Regions from separate parts of the Mus musculus genome. Here all the other regions are linked to region 2. A link is a contact called in public promoter capture Hi-C data. All regions are on one chromosome and are shown on one strand. The core of a region is the stretch at or near the end of the contact, and the rest is flanking DNA. Distances in the headings are between cores, read along the strand shown. Region 1 overlaps Sik3 (SIK family kinase 3). Region 2 holds the start of Apoa4 (apolipoprotein A-IV). Region 3 overlaps Sik3 (SIK family kinase 3).

Region 1 (4,606 bases), core at 692-3,191, 150 kb before region 2:
CAACCCCATTCTGTTTCCATTTAAGATTTTTGAATCACTATGGAAATAGAAAGTCTCTGGGTGCGCTTATGAGCAATCATGTATATTAGTTATTTTGTGTGGAAGACCAGCCCTAAAAGTGGAAGGTATCATTATATGGTTTGGGTTTTGGCTTGAATAAAAAGGAGAAAGATGAGTACTAGCCTTCCTCTCTGCCTATTCCCTGTGGATGTGATGTGACCAGTTGCTGCTACCGCCTTCTTCTCCCCCCCCCCCCCCCCACCTCCTGTAATGCACCTTCTATCTGGTTACTTTTGCCAGGTATTTTGTCCCAGTATCTAGACAATTAACTAATCCTGCTAGTTTGTTTTGCTGGCTGGATAATGCATGCATGCACACAGGCAGGGCCCGCGTCTGTACTCCCCCAGGGCTTCCTACTCCACGGAGGCTGTAATGGCACATGGCCTTTGATACTTGAAGAAAGCTAGTGCACACAGGGTGGACGTGTCGACTGCCAGCAAGAGCAAACCTTGCTGTGCTTACCTCACAGGTCTGCCTATTAAATGTCTTGGACTCAGGGGACTTTTTTAGGTAGAGAACTATATTCCAGGAAATGTATACAGTGAAGAGCTTAGACTCGGTACTGCAGCTACAGCTTTAATAAGATGGTGGGAATTCCTCTCATTCACTAGGTTCCTCCGTGCTTCCTTGCAATGAAACCTCAGACTCCTTTACTTGTGTAATTAAATGGTCAGACCTTGTGGTATAGCTAATACAAAAATCAAGCTTATTTAAAGTATTTGTTGTTGTTGTTGTTGATATAAAGGTCTTCTAGCATGATCAGAAAGTGCTTCAAAGCAGGTTCTTTAACCAGTGAGTGAAACTTTGATCCTGTTGGTAAAGACATTGATAAGCAGAGCATCCCACTCCTCAGAGGTCGCTGCCCTCAATAGTGCTCAGCACTGCCACAGACCGAGGTCGTCTGTTACTCCTGTGAGAAATTGAGAGGCATCCTGTAACCAAGCAATCAGTTGATGTTATTTGTTTAAAAATTTTTTATTTTATATATATGGGTTTTTTGCCTGCAGGTATATCTGTGCACCACAAGTGTGCCTGGTACCTGGAGAGGCAGAAGAAGGTATCAGGTCCCTGGAAATGGAGTGTGGGGGCTGGGAACTGAACCACTGAGCCATCTTTCCATCCTGCCAGCACCTTGTTGTTGTGTTTTGACTTTAGTAGCAAAATAACTAAGCAGTAGGTGGAAGGCATATAGGGCTAGTCAGGTGAACCCTTAGGCTACATCTCCCTGTTTTCAAAGTGTCTCTTCTTACCCCTCCAGGCTGCGATGGACTTCAGTCAATGTTTGGAGAGCTGTGTAAAGAGTTGTGTCCCTGTGCTCTGGCCATGGCGACTGAACAAATCTGTACTAAGTGGCTGACCTTTGGTCAGTGCCTCTCTTTCTCTGTGGACTTGTAATTCTGTTTTTCGTTTGTACAAATAGTTCTGACAGCTTAATGCTTGTTTTTCTCCTTGCATCTTAAGAGTTTTCTCTTTTGGTATAAAATGACTGAGATTACACTGGGTGGCTGCAGTTCTTGTAAAAGTGTGTGCTCTGTGGGGACCAGCGATGTTGGCTCTTATGAGACCTTTCTCAACAAACCAATGCACACTTGGCTCTAGCTCCCTAGTCGAACCCCTATCGGGAGCTTGTTCTTTCTTCTCCTGTGTGTGTTTTGTTTCAGCTAGTTACTGATGTGGTTGAGGTGGCGGCTTTCCTGGGGGACAGTACAGCTTTGAACTACCTTCCCTGTCAGGTGGAAATGATGCACCCCAATGCCCATGGATCACTCATCTCAATAACGGCTTTATTAGTGTTTTTCCTCCGAGGGAAGGTTCAGGAGCAAAGGCTGATGGTTTCATAGCCCCGGTGTTGTTTGGTGATGGGCAGGGACTTGGAAGAAGTCCTGTAAGTGCTGGGCAGCACTCCCCACTGAGTTGTATTTTCTGCCTAACCCCTGGGCCTTGTTAGTTAGTTAGTTTGTTTGTTTGTGTTTGTACGGACAAAGAATCAGGTAGCCTGGTCTGGCCTTGAACTTTGTATGGAGCTAAGGATAACCCTGACTCTGATTCTCCTGTCATCTCCTGAGTGACAGGATCACAGCTATGAACCGTGCAGCAGACTGACATACATAATACACCCAGCTCTGATTATTAAGATGATGTCTTATCACTTCATATGATACATGTGATGACTCCTGTAATCCCTGAAGAATCCAGAGGATTGCTTGGACTTTGAAGCCAGCCTGGGCTAATGGCAATGCTTTGCCTTAAAACAAAACAAAACATAAGCAAATAATTTTAAAGGAACTCTGCTTCTGTGATATTAAAGACAGTATTTTAAAATATTGCCCATGTATATTTTAAAAACAAACTTTATCAGGGAGAAGGTTACTAGTCCTCCAGGTGAAGCCTAACTAGTAGTATAGCTGCAGGTTAGTGGGTGTCACTGCTGGCACTGGAGACATATGTCTTGAGAGATCAGTGTCACAGTAAAATGACACAAATGAATACAGAAGAGTAGAAATGCGATATAAAATCCCCACAGGCTTCATCTAGTCCCTGTGTTGTACTAGAGGCTGGTGCTTACAACATCTCACCTCATGTGCTCTATGTAATGTCTCTGCTCATGTGCTCTATGTAATGATGTCCCTGCCTCATGTGCTCTATGTAATGATGTCCCTGCTCATGTGCCGTATGTAATGATGTCCCTGCTTTTGGACTTAGCTGGTGCTTTGGAAGTTTCTCTGCAGTCGGTTGAATCTTTTGGAGAGGTGAACTGCAGTTACAGAGCAACACAGCGTCCCCTTCCTTTGATTGTGTGACAGGGTCTCACTGTGTTGCCCACGATGCCCTTGTACGCAGGACCCTCCTCCCTCAGCCCCCATTGCTGGTGTTACAGACATGGACCACCACCCCTGGTCTTTTCTTTATTCTTTGAAAGGACTTTCAAGGGGATAGCAAAATGCAGTTGTAGTCTTTACAGCCCATTGTTTAGTCTTTCGTCTGCTGATATCTTGACTTTACCTTGGAACCCTGACTGGTTTTTAGTATTCATGGTTACTTACCGTTCAGATTAATCCAGACCTAAGCCTGGACTGCCAAAATCGACCTCAGATATTCCTGTCTCCCTTTGCTTAAAGGGGAGTTACTATTTGGTTTTGTATGAATTCCTACGTACATTGGTTCCGTCCTCACCCTTCAGACACTCCGTCAATCTCAGTGGTTTAAAGTCCCGCCGTTCACTGGACGGTGTCATGGCCAGTGTGTCACTGCGGCATTTGCTGTTGACCTCCTGGACATCAAACCTTACTGATTACTTTTTAACAAAATGACAATTAATGCGGAGAGAGACCAAAGCCTTTCTTTTACAATCTGATAATTGTAATGAATGAATTGACTTTTAAGTTTGAGTATTGGCAGAAGAGGAGGTGTTGGTTTCTAATGAGTTTTGTTAGTTGATCAAGCTCTGTTGAATTATGAGATGCTTATTTTGTATTGACTTAGCAATTATTTATTTCTCCCTACCTCCATATCTTGAGCGGGTCACTTCTTGAGGCTTCCTACGTCTTCATTTGAACAATTGCAGCTTGCACTGTGATGTGTGCTCTCTTACGTCATCCCCGCCATCTGACCTCATCTCTGGAACGCTGAGATGGATTTGTCTTCTTTAAACCATCACTCACTCCAGTTTCCATTTTGCAGACTCCCATTCTCTGTGCCAGATGGCCTTAGCTTTTCTTTTGGCTTCTTCCCTGGCAACATTTGCTGACTTGTGGTGTAGGGGTTGTACCATTTGCACCACCCATAAGAGATCTTATAACAATGATTCTGATTAGTTACTGGTATCAAAAAGTACCAACCTAGTTCTGCCTTAATGCTGGCTTTGCACACATGGGCACTGGCTGTGATCCCAGCATGGGACAGAAGAAGTAATCAACTTAGAATCAACTTAGTGTTTTGAGAGCATCACGGCAAGGCTGGAAGGACGTTCAGTGGGTAAAGTACTCAGATAGGGAACATCCATCTAAAAACTTGGTATAGCAGTGTCTGTCACCCAGAGCTGGGAGGAGGGACCTTTGAACCCTGGAGCCTAAATAATATCTTCTGTCCTTTAAGTTGTTTATCACTGGCAGTTTGTCACAGCAGAAGGAAGGGAGTAACACAAGAGTTATTTCGTAGTTTTGAATAAAAAGCATATTTTCACATCTATTCTCCCTCCTTTACCCATACTAAAACAGCATCGCATAGTACTTGCTTATTAATGCTCTGTGTTTTGTCTTGTTAACCCACAAAGTGCTTTTACATACATATTGTAATTTAAACATCATTAAACTATCCAGACAGTTCCACTCTTTGACAGTTGAAGAAACAGATTTGGGGGCATAAACTTTGCTCCGGCTCAGTAGCTAAGCACAGAAATCTCTGCTTCAAAGACGCTGCATAACCAGTTTGTTTCCCACTAGTATGGTGATATACCCCCTTCCTCTCCCTCTCTCCTTTCTTTTGTTTGACACTTGATCCTGGGTTTTGTTACATTGCCCAGACTGGTCTAAAGCTCTTCGGAGCA
Region 2 (4,080 bases), core at 300-2,799:
ACCCAGCCTGATGACATCAGTTAAAACCCTAGAACCCAAATGGTAGGATGAGAGAACAAACCTCTCCAGTTCTCATCTGACCTCTATACATGTATTGTGATGTATACATACTCACCCCTACCAAATATTAGTAAATAAATAACATTATCACTATCATCATTATTTTTGTTTGTTTTGTTTTGTTTTGTTTTGTTTTGTTTTGTTTTGTTTTGTTTTGAGACAGGGTTTCTCTATGTAGCCCTAGCTTCCTGGAACTCACTTTGTAGACTATGCTGTCCTTGAACTCACAAAGATCCACCAATCTCCACCTCGTGTGTGCTGGGATTAAAGGCATGTGCCATCACACCTGGCATAAATTAATTTTCTTAAACTCACTAAGCATGGCTGTGCTAGGAAGGAATGAGCTCGGGGAAGCTCGAGCCCTGTGGGGAGCCATGCAGTGCAGTGGGGCCCAGCAGAGGAGCACAGGTATCCAGCTGTCTTCAGTCCCATGAGACAAGCTAATCTGGACACATTTTAAAAAATGGATGGCAACACAGCAAATCAGACTGGGCACAATCGTGGTCTATTCTAATGGCTGTCATTTCACAAATGCTGTCTTGTGGATGGCAGTCAATGGGACAGTATGATGGATGCCCTCATCTAGTCCCTGGTGTGGTCCACTGAGGCTCCACACTGACCACAGCCTGGCATCTTGCCTGTGGATATCTGCTGCAATTGTATGTGTGGACACATGTGGAGTCTCAGTAGGAGACCTCAAAAAACTCACTTTCCACAGCAGTGTCTGTCACCTTCTGTGGGGGGGGGGGGGGTGGGAAGAGAGAGAGAGGGAGAGAGGGAGAGAGAGAGGGAGAGAGAGAGAGGAGTCACTCTGCATGGCTCTTGCATATGGCTGAGAACAGTGGGGCAGCAATCAAGCCTTAGCCAGCCCTGCTCTCTCACTGTTGCCTCTAGCCCACTTGGTGACCCTCTGAGGGAAAGGGTGGCTCTCCCTCTGCCACTGTCAGGAGAGGATCAGGTTCTCTCCTTCCTTCCTGTGCTGATGCACACAGAAAATCATTGTCATTAATTTCAGCCCTTACTCTGGGCTAAGCTCCCTGCAGCCATCTCACAAGTACCACCTAATTTAATGTAACAAACTACACATTGTTCAAAAGAGAAACTTGAAGCTTCATGATAACTGGACGGAGGTGAGCCAGCTTGACAGTCATGAGATACAAAGCCCACTATGATTAACTCCTTTGATCCTGGGTTCTGATCCTCTCCTGACCAAGGGTATCACAGACACCTCAACTGAGGCTCACTGTCTGCTGCAGCCCTATGCCATCTCTGGGCCTGGTACCATCTCTGTAGCTGATGTTCTGAGACAAAGTTCAGGTTGGTGGCAGCTGTCAGACTGGTGGCTGTCTCACTGGGGTGGAAAGAGGAGACCTGGACCTTGTTCTCTCAGACTGGCACAGACCCAGGGCTGCCAACCGGGCCTCTGGGGCCTCAGTTCTGTTCAGGGACTCCCCTAGACTCCCAGGCTCATTCCTCCTGAAGTTTCTGGCTATCCTTCCCAGCCTCTTGGACAGGGTGGAGCCAACTCAAGAAGACTGCTTCCCTCTGCTGCCTGTGTGCTGTCAGCTTCCACGTTGTCTTAGGGCCACTAAAGTCCAAGAGGCCTCCTGGGAGTGTGTCACCTTCCAACGTGGAGTCACACTGGGGAGGAGGCGGGGAGAGAGGGCTGGAGGGGCTTTAAATGAGTGGCTGGCCTTGCCTGCAGTCAATCTGCACAGGGACACAGGTACACCGTTTCTTCTGACTCCGGGAAACATCCAGTGTAGCCGAAACTGTCCCAGCCCAGTGAGGAGCCCAGGATGTTCCTGAAGGCTGCGGTGCTGACCCTGGCCCTGGTGGCCATCACCGGTGAGTAGACACTGCACCTGGGAGGCAGCAAGAAAAGCCAGCTCTAGAACTGGCGGACAGCTCGGGGTGGCCTTGTATTTGCCCAGCAGCTCATAGGAGAACAGGCCTTTGTTCTCCCTGGCACTTGTGCTCCCTGGGTTATCCCAGGGATGGGGCAATGGTTTGGGTTATCCAAACTCCAACATTATCCAGCTCAGAGCTGAGGCAGAGGGGCCAGGAGAGAGATGATCCTCATAAAGTTGCCTTCTGCTCTCTCTCTGCCCAGGCACCCGGGCTGAGGTCACTTCGGACCAGGTGGCCAATGTGGTGTGGGATTACTTTACCCAGCTAAGCAACAATGCCAAGGAGGCTGTAGAACAGTTTCAGAAGACGGATGTCACTCAGCAGCTCAGGTAAGTGCGATCAGTCTACAAGGCGAGGCTTGAAGCCCATAGCTGACCTCAGAGGTGGGACACTGGCTCCTGGAGTTCTTCTGTTCTCACTAAAGGAGTCTTGCCTCCCTGGACCTAGATTGTCCCTGTAAACAGGAAAGCTGGACCCAGGGATCCATCCCTATAGTTCCTTCCTATCTGCATGTGCTAGAGTTTGGTAAATAGCCAAATCCCATCACAAACTCTTAGCAGGAAGAGGAAAGAGACGTGTCCTGTAAGGACATGAGGTTCTGGGCAAACAGGGGAAGGAGGGCTGGTATTTTGGGGGACCCACTGAGCACATGCAAGGACATCAGACCCTGTGCCACTGGAAGACATGTGTTGCACAATGTGACCCTGGGAGGGGAGTGATGCCAAAGTCCAGCCCCATTCTTTATCCACAGGTAAGGAAAGCAAACTTCTCAAGTCACATGGTGGGCAGATAAGGATGCAGAGGCTCAGCAGAAGCCTTGCAGATAAAACTCCAAAGTCAAACTAATCCTAGGAGATTTCCTGAAAGCATGACCTACCCCAGGGGAGGGTCAAAGGGACAAGACGGAGGTCTCTGTTCCCATGGACACACTCCTGACCTAAGCAGGTGTATAGAGCTGAGTGTTCTACAAGCGTATCTAATGGTGCTTCCTTGTCTCCATCCTTTCCCTGAAGTACCCTCTTCCAGGACAAACTTGGGGATGCTAGTACGTATGCTGATGGGGTGCACAACAAGCTGGTGCCCTTTGTCGTACAGCTGAGTGGGCATCTAGCCCAGGAAACTGAGAGGGTGAAGGAAGAGATCAAGAAGGAGCTGGAGGACCTACGTGACCGCATGATGCCCCATGCCAACAAAGTAACCCAGACGTTCGGGGAGAACATGCAGAAGTTGCAGGAGCACCTGAAGCCCTATGCCGTGGACCTGCAAGATCAGATCAACACACAGACCCAGGAAATGAAGCTCCAGCTGACCCCATACATCCAGCGCATGCAGACCACGATCAAGGAGAATGTGGACAACCTGCACACCTCGATGATGCCCCTTGCCACCAACTTAAAGGACAAGTTTAACAGGAATATGGAAGAGCTCAAGGGGCACCTAACCCCCCGTGCCAACGAGCTGAAGGCCACGATCGACCAGAACCTGGAGGATCTGCGCCGCAGCCTGGCCCCTCTGACGGTGGGCGTGCAGGAGAAACTCAACCATCAGATGGAGGGCCTGGCCTTCCAGATGAAGAAGAACGCGGAGGAGCTCCAGACCAAGGTCTCCGCAAAAATCGACCAGCTGCAGAAGAATCTGGCCCCGCTGGTGGAAGACGTGCAGAGCAAGGTGAAGGGCAACACGGAAGGGCTGCAGAAGTCTCTGGAAGACCTGAACAGGCAGCTGGAGCAGCAGGTGGAGGAGTTCCGACGCACTGTGGAGCCCATGGGAGAGATGTTCAACAAGGCTCTGGTGCAGCAGCTGGAACAGTTCAGACAGCAGCTGGGTCCCAATTCGGGGGAGGTGGAAAGCCACTTGAGCTTCCTGGAGAAGAGCCTGAGGGAGAAGGTCAACTCCTTTATGAGCACCCTGGAAAAAAAGGGGAGCCCAGACCAGCCTCAAGCCCTCCCCCTCCCGGAGCAGGCCCAGGAGCAGGCTCAGGAGCAGGCTCAGGAGCAGGTGCAGCCCAAACCTCTGGAGAGCTGAGCTGTCCCTGGTGCCCTCAGCCCATCACAGCAGCAGACACCTGTCCTGCCCCACCACCTGTCTGTCACTCTGTCCCCAGGCACT
Region 3 (4,431 bases), core at 1,850-4,349, 180 kb before region 2:
GACTGGTGTAGCAATCTTATTAGGAATCATTTTATTGCTACATCCATTTAGCAGAATAGCAGTAGTAGTTTCCCCCGTGGCCTCTCTAGACTCAGCACCACTTTAGCAGTGCCAGGGATGGATTCTATCTATCTCATGGCATGGGCCTTGAATCCAGTCACAAAGTGGTTGGTTACTTCTCTTACATGTGTGCCGCCATTGTGCCAGTGTATCTGTGGGCAGGCCACTGCATTTGCTTGCAGGCTTTGTAGCTGGATGAGCTTGATGATTCCTTTTCTTTGTAGTGTAAACCTTCCAGCCATGAGTGCTGGTCAGTGCCGGTGAAGCTCCTCCTTGGGTGCTGTCTTCATCCCTCCATGTTAGATGGTATAAGGTAGTGATGTTTTCAGTGATATGGCTTTACCATTCACATTGTGGAGAGTAGCCAATAGCCTTAGCAATGGCCAGTGATGTTTGGGGGCAGGTGTCTGGGAGCCTTTTGACCATGACTCAACAAGATAACCCATTCCTGGCATGGGGGTTTTACTTGGTGGCATATGTTGTCTAGTTGGGGGGCATTGTCTCCCCCATTATATGGCTTTATTTAAATTCCTTTCCTATATTTTGGGAAGCTTCTGGAGTTGCAGACTTCCCTATGGCGTTCAAAAGGCCCTAAGTGTTAGTTGTCCCAGTTGTCCCACCTCCATTTTCCATCCTTTAACCTGCCCACTCTTCTCCCTCCCCATTTAATTTAATCTTCCTATTATATAGTTTATAACACTATGCACTATTTCCTCTTTCTTGGAAGATACTGCCCCTTCCCTCTGATCCTTACTAGCTATCTAACATCTGGATATTCTGAATTAAACATATATATCTAAAGCTTCAAAGCTAACATCCACATATGAGAGGAAACATACAACGTGTGTCTTTCTGGGTCTGGGTTACCTCATTCAGTAGGATTGTTTTTTAGCTTCTTCCACTAAATGAAAATTTCATACTTTTATTTTTCTTAGTAGTCAAATCATATTCATTTGTAAATGTATCACATTTTCATTATCTATTCATTAATTGATGGACATATAGGCTGTGTCCAGTTTCTGGCTATTACAAATAGAACAACAATGAACACAGATGAGCAAATATTTCTATAGTAAGATGTAAAGTCCTTTTAGTATATTCCAAAGGGAGATAGCTAGATAGCTAGATAGATTGTGGTAGCTCTATTTTTAAACTTGTATTTTATATCTACTGTGTTTTGCCTGTATGAATGCCTGTGCATTTGTGTATGTAGTACCTGTGGAGGTTAGAGGAGGGCACCAGATTCTCTGGAACTGGAGTCAGAGATGGCTTGATCCACTATGTGGGTGCTGGGACTCAAATCTGCGTCTTCTGGGAGAGCACCTAGGTTCTTAACCACTGAGCTATCTCTCCAGACCTCTGTGCCTTTTAGAGTGTGGATACTGAGCCCCCCCTGGTGATAGTGCTGAACCTTCCACCTCAAGGGCCTTGCCTATTTGGTTAATTCCTGGTCAACCTTCAGTGGGGGTCTTAAAATATGTTATTCACTCTCCTCTCTCTTTATTGCTAGCTGTCCGCCAAGACAGCACTATTCAGTCCTTCACTAGGAGACCATCTAGTAAATAATTAGACCAGGTTTGGAGTCTAGTAGCAGTGCAGACACAGCCACCAAGGAAGACAGAAATGCTTGGCTTCCTTGCCTCAGTATTCATCTATACAAGCCAATCAGCTGGGTTTGGCGGGGCCAGATTTGAATCCCAGCATTCCACTGGTGGCAGCAGCAGCACCTGGAGCTCAGCTGCAAAGTAAGTTCAAAGCCAACCTCCATGTGGACATCTGAAAAAGCCAAACCAAACTAAAACCTGGATAATCCTCCTCTGTGAGGATTGAAATGTGTGTTTAAAGGGCTGACCCCACTGAGCACCAAAACAGCCGCCAGTCGTCTCAGAACCCTTCGTAGACGCCTTTGTGATAGTGCTTGCCTCTTCGAATTCCAGTGGCTCTGTCTGAATGTATTTTCCCCAGAGGCATCACTAAAGGTGGGCTATTTGAATATCTGTTTCTAGTGCACACAGAGACCACCACTTATAATAAAGTGCTGGACTTTCCTTTCCTGGGTAGCAGCTCTCCAAATCTTACATCTTTGGGAAATAAAAGCTCTGAAAGGGAGACTTGAGACACAGCACCATTTGGGACCATGCCTCAGTGGGCTTTTTAGTGAGAACTAGGTTCTAGTATCTGTAGTGGGTAGGTTCCTATGGACTATATGCAGGCATTGGGAGGAAGCCACTCCGAGCCAAAGCAGTACCCGTGTAATGTGTACCAAAGGCACGCAGTCTGTAAACGAAGTACTCTTTTTAGAGCTTTTGCTTTGTTTAGAGATAGGGTTTCTCTGTGTACTCCTAACTGGCCTGGAACTCATAGAGATTCCCTGCCTCTGCCTCCTGAGTTGTTGGGATTAAAGGAATATGCCACCATGCCTGGCCTTTGTTTGTTTTATTGATGTAAGTAAAGTTGTTTTGCTTTTTAAAGCTTATTCAAAGAAGCAATGTTCTATTTGCTTGTGTGTGTGTGTACAAGCATGCTTTAGACACCACCATTCTTGTAGAGCAGCTTTTGGAATTGGTTCTTCCCCAGCAGACAGGTCTGGGTATTGAACTCAAGCTGTCTTGCTTGGTGATGAGCTCCTATCTCGAGTAAGCTAACTTGCAGAGCTGTCTCACTGGCCCTTCAACACTGTTCTACCAAACCCACCAAAGATGATCATTTCAACCCTTCTTCTTTTTATTTTTTAGGAAATTCAGAAAAGAGATTTCTTTTTAAGTTTTTTGTTTGTTTGTTTGCTTGTTTTTTGGTATTAGTATGTAGCCTAGGTTAGCCTTGAATGCTAAAATTCTGAGTGTCTCCACATCCAATAAGAAGATACGTCTTTATCATAAGCATGATACAGAGCTTGGAATAAGTACCAGGCACAGGCTTTTTGTAAAGGATTGCAGAGTATTAAGTAATCAAGACCCTGTGGTCTAGTTTTGCTGCCAACACTTTACGCCAGGCCCTGCTTGTCCTATTGCAGTAATAACTGGTCTTTTTGCCTTGAGGCCTTGTGCTCTGACTGGTTTGTCTCCTGTTCCATATTAATCTATCCTGCTTTGACTTTTCTCAGAGCACCCTGCTGTGCTGGCTGAGTTCTGAGTTGCTTAGCTTGACATTTCGGGGTCTGTCAAGTTCTCTGGAGAACAGAACCAACACACACACACACACACACACACACACACACACACACACACACTCCACCCACGTCAGTTTATTTTGGAATTGGCTCCCATAGTTCTGGGCCTTCTTTCTCCTTTCCTCTCTGCTCTGCTGTTTAGGACGTCTTCTCCAGCCTACTGACGGGAGTGCTAACCTGATCTAGAATAGGTGTGCTGGAAGGGCGAGTTACCTGCTATGTCGGCATTTTTAGCTCAGTCAAGTCACGTGTAGCACTGACTCCCTCCAGCCTCTTGCAGTCTGCTTCCCAGTGCCTTTCCTGTTTCATTTCCCACCACATCCGTGAGTGGACAGTGTGGGTTGTCTGGGCTACTTGTAATTTTTCTCATGTGAATTGCATTTTCCTTTTGGACCTTCTTAGGATGGTGCCTTTCTAAAATGATCTCTTCTGTTCTCCTCTTTTATTTTTTGAAAGATGGGTCTCACTATGCAGCCCTTGGCTGGCCTGGAGAAACTCACTGTGTTGGTTGACCTCAAATCTGCAGAAACCTGTCTTGTCTGCCTTTGCCTCCTCAGTCTTGGGGTTAAAGGTGTGTGCCATCATGCCTAACCTAAGCCTCATTTAAGATTTATTAACTTTAACATAATTGTGGAATCACAGGAAATTGTAGACTTTGTTTATAGAGTTCTGCATAGTCTTGTCTCACATCCCCCAGTGGTGGGTCTTATATAATTGTTGTATACGATTCATCTTAAAGCTCCATTTTTGGTGTGCTTGCCTGTAATCACAGCACTATAAGGAGGCAGAGACAGAAGGATCAAGAGTTTAAGATCATCTTGGGCTTTTATACTCTAAAGAAACCACAAACCAACTAAACAATCCCCCACCCCAAAATCAAATGTCATTTGAAAAATATTTTTATGGTGAGAAATCTATTCCTTTCCCCTTCGCCTCAGCCCCTTCACCTTCCATTGAATTGGATTTGTTGACTGCATGGATGACACTCATGGACTCATATCTGTTAACTGCTAGAGTATCAATCAGTCTGGATAGTATGGTGTCTGATCTTTAACGCTAAGGGCTATGGCTAAATGCCCTCACAAGTCTGCGGTTAACTGGTCTTGAACAGAATTTTAGAAGAGGTGTTTGCAAGGGTGGAATGAGTGTGTAATGTCATCTAGTACTGCAGGGGTGCAGCCCTCACACTGGGGTGTTGCTTG

Evidence for each region. Promoter capture Hi-C pulls out the DNA fragments that hold promoters and counts their contacts.
Region 1: a promoter capture Hi-C map of liver shows a contact between it and region 2. The contact joins the enhancer-like site here to the promoter of Apoa4 in region 2. A contact is called at or near these places in 20 of 39 promoter capture datasets (the 3T3-L1 cell line, 3T3-L1-derived adipocytes, the HPC-7 cell line and 13 more), 3 of 484 Hi-C or Micro-C datasets (the BV-2 cell line and liver), 1 of 115 datasets of contacts at active chromatin or transcription factors (embryonic stem cells) and 3 of 9 other capture datasets (adipose tissue, liver and macrophages).
Region 3: a contact with region 2 is called in a promoter capture Hi-C map of liver. The contact joins the enhancer-like site here to the promoter of Apoa4 in region 2. A contact is called at or near these places in 8 of 39 promoter capture datasets (the SN4741 cell line, cranial neural crest, embryonic stem cells and 4 more), 2 of 484 Hi-C or Micro-C datasets (liver and nephron progenitors), 1 of 115 datasets of contacts at active chromatin or transcription factors (embryonic stem cells) and 3 of 9 other capture datasets (adipose tissue, liver and macrophages).

The regions. Positions count from the first base shown.
Region 1 is chr9:46,085,665-46,090,270 of GRCm38.p6, forward strand. The region is part of intron 1 of Sik3 (SIK family kinase 3); the gene reads left to right. Among named protein-coding and RNA genes, the nearest start is that of Gm46110, 8.3 kb to the left of the region's middle. Within about 2 kb of position 1,942, at least 9 of the 459 cell types and tissues checked have an H3K27ac peak or open chromatin away from gene starts, as enhancers often do. A contact at or near this core is called in liver, where this site is marked.
Region 2 is chr9:46,239,295-46,243,374 of GRCm38.p6, forward strand. Apoa4 (apolipoprotein A-IV) reads left to right here and starts at 1,550. Exons shown (of 3, transcript NM_007468.2): 1 at 1,550-1,908; 2 at 2,174-2,300; 3 at 2,985-4,080. The coding sequence starts at 1,860. The coding sequence ends at 3,996.
Region 3 is chr9:46,058,737-46,063,167 of GRCm38.p6, forward strand. All of the region lies in intron 1 of Sik3 (SIK family kinase 3), which reads left to right. All of the region lies in intron 3 of Gm46110 (a long non-coding RNA gene), which reads right to left. Among named protein-coding and RNA genes, the nearest start is that of Gm46110, 19 kb to the right of the region's middle. Within about 2 kb of position 3,100, at least 40 of the 459 cell types and tissues checked have an H3K27ac peak or open chromatin away from gene starts, as enhancers often do. A contact at or near this core is called in adipose tissue and liver, where this site is marked.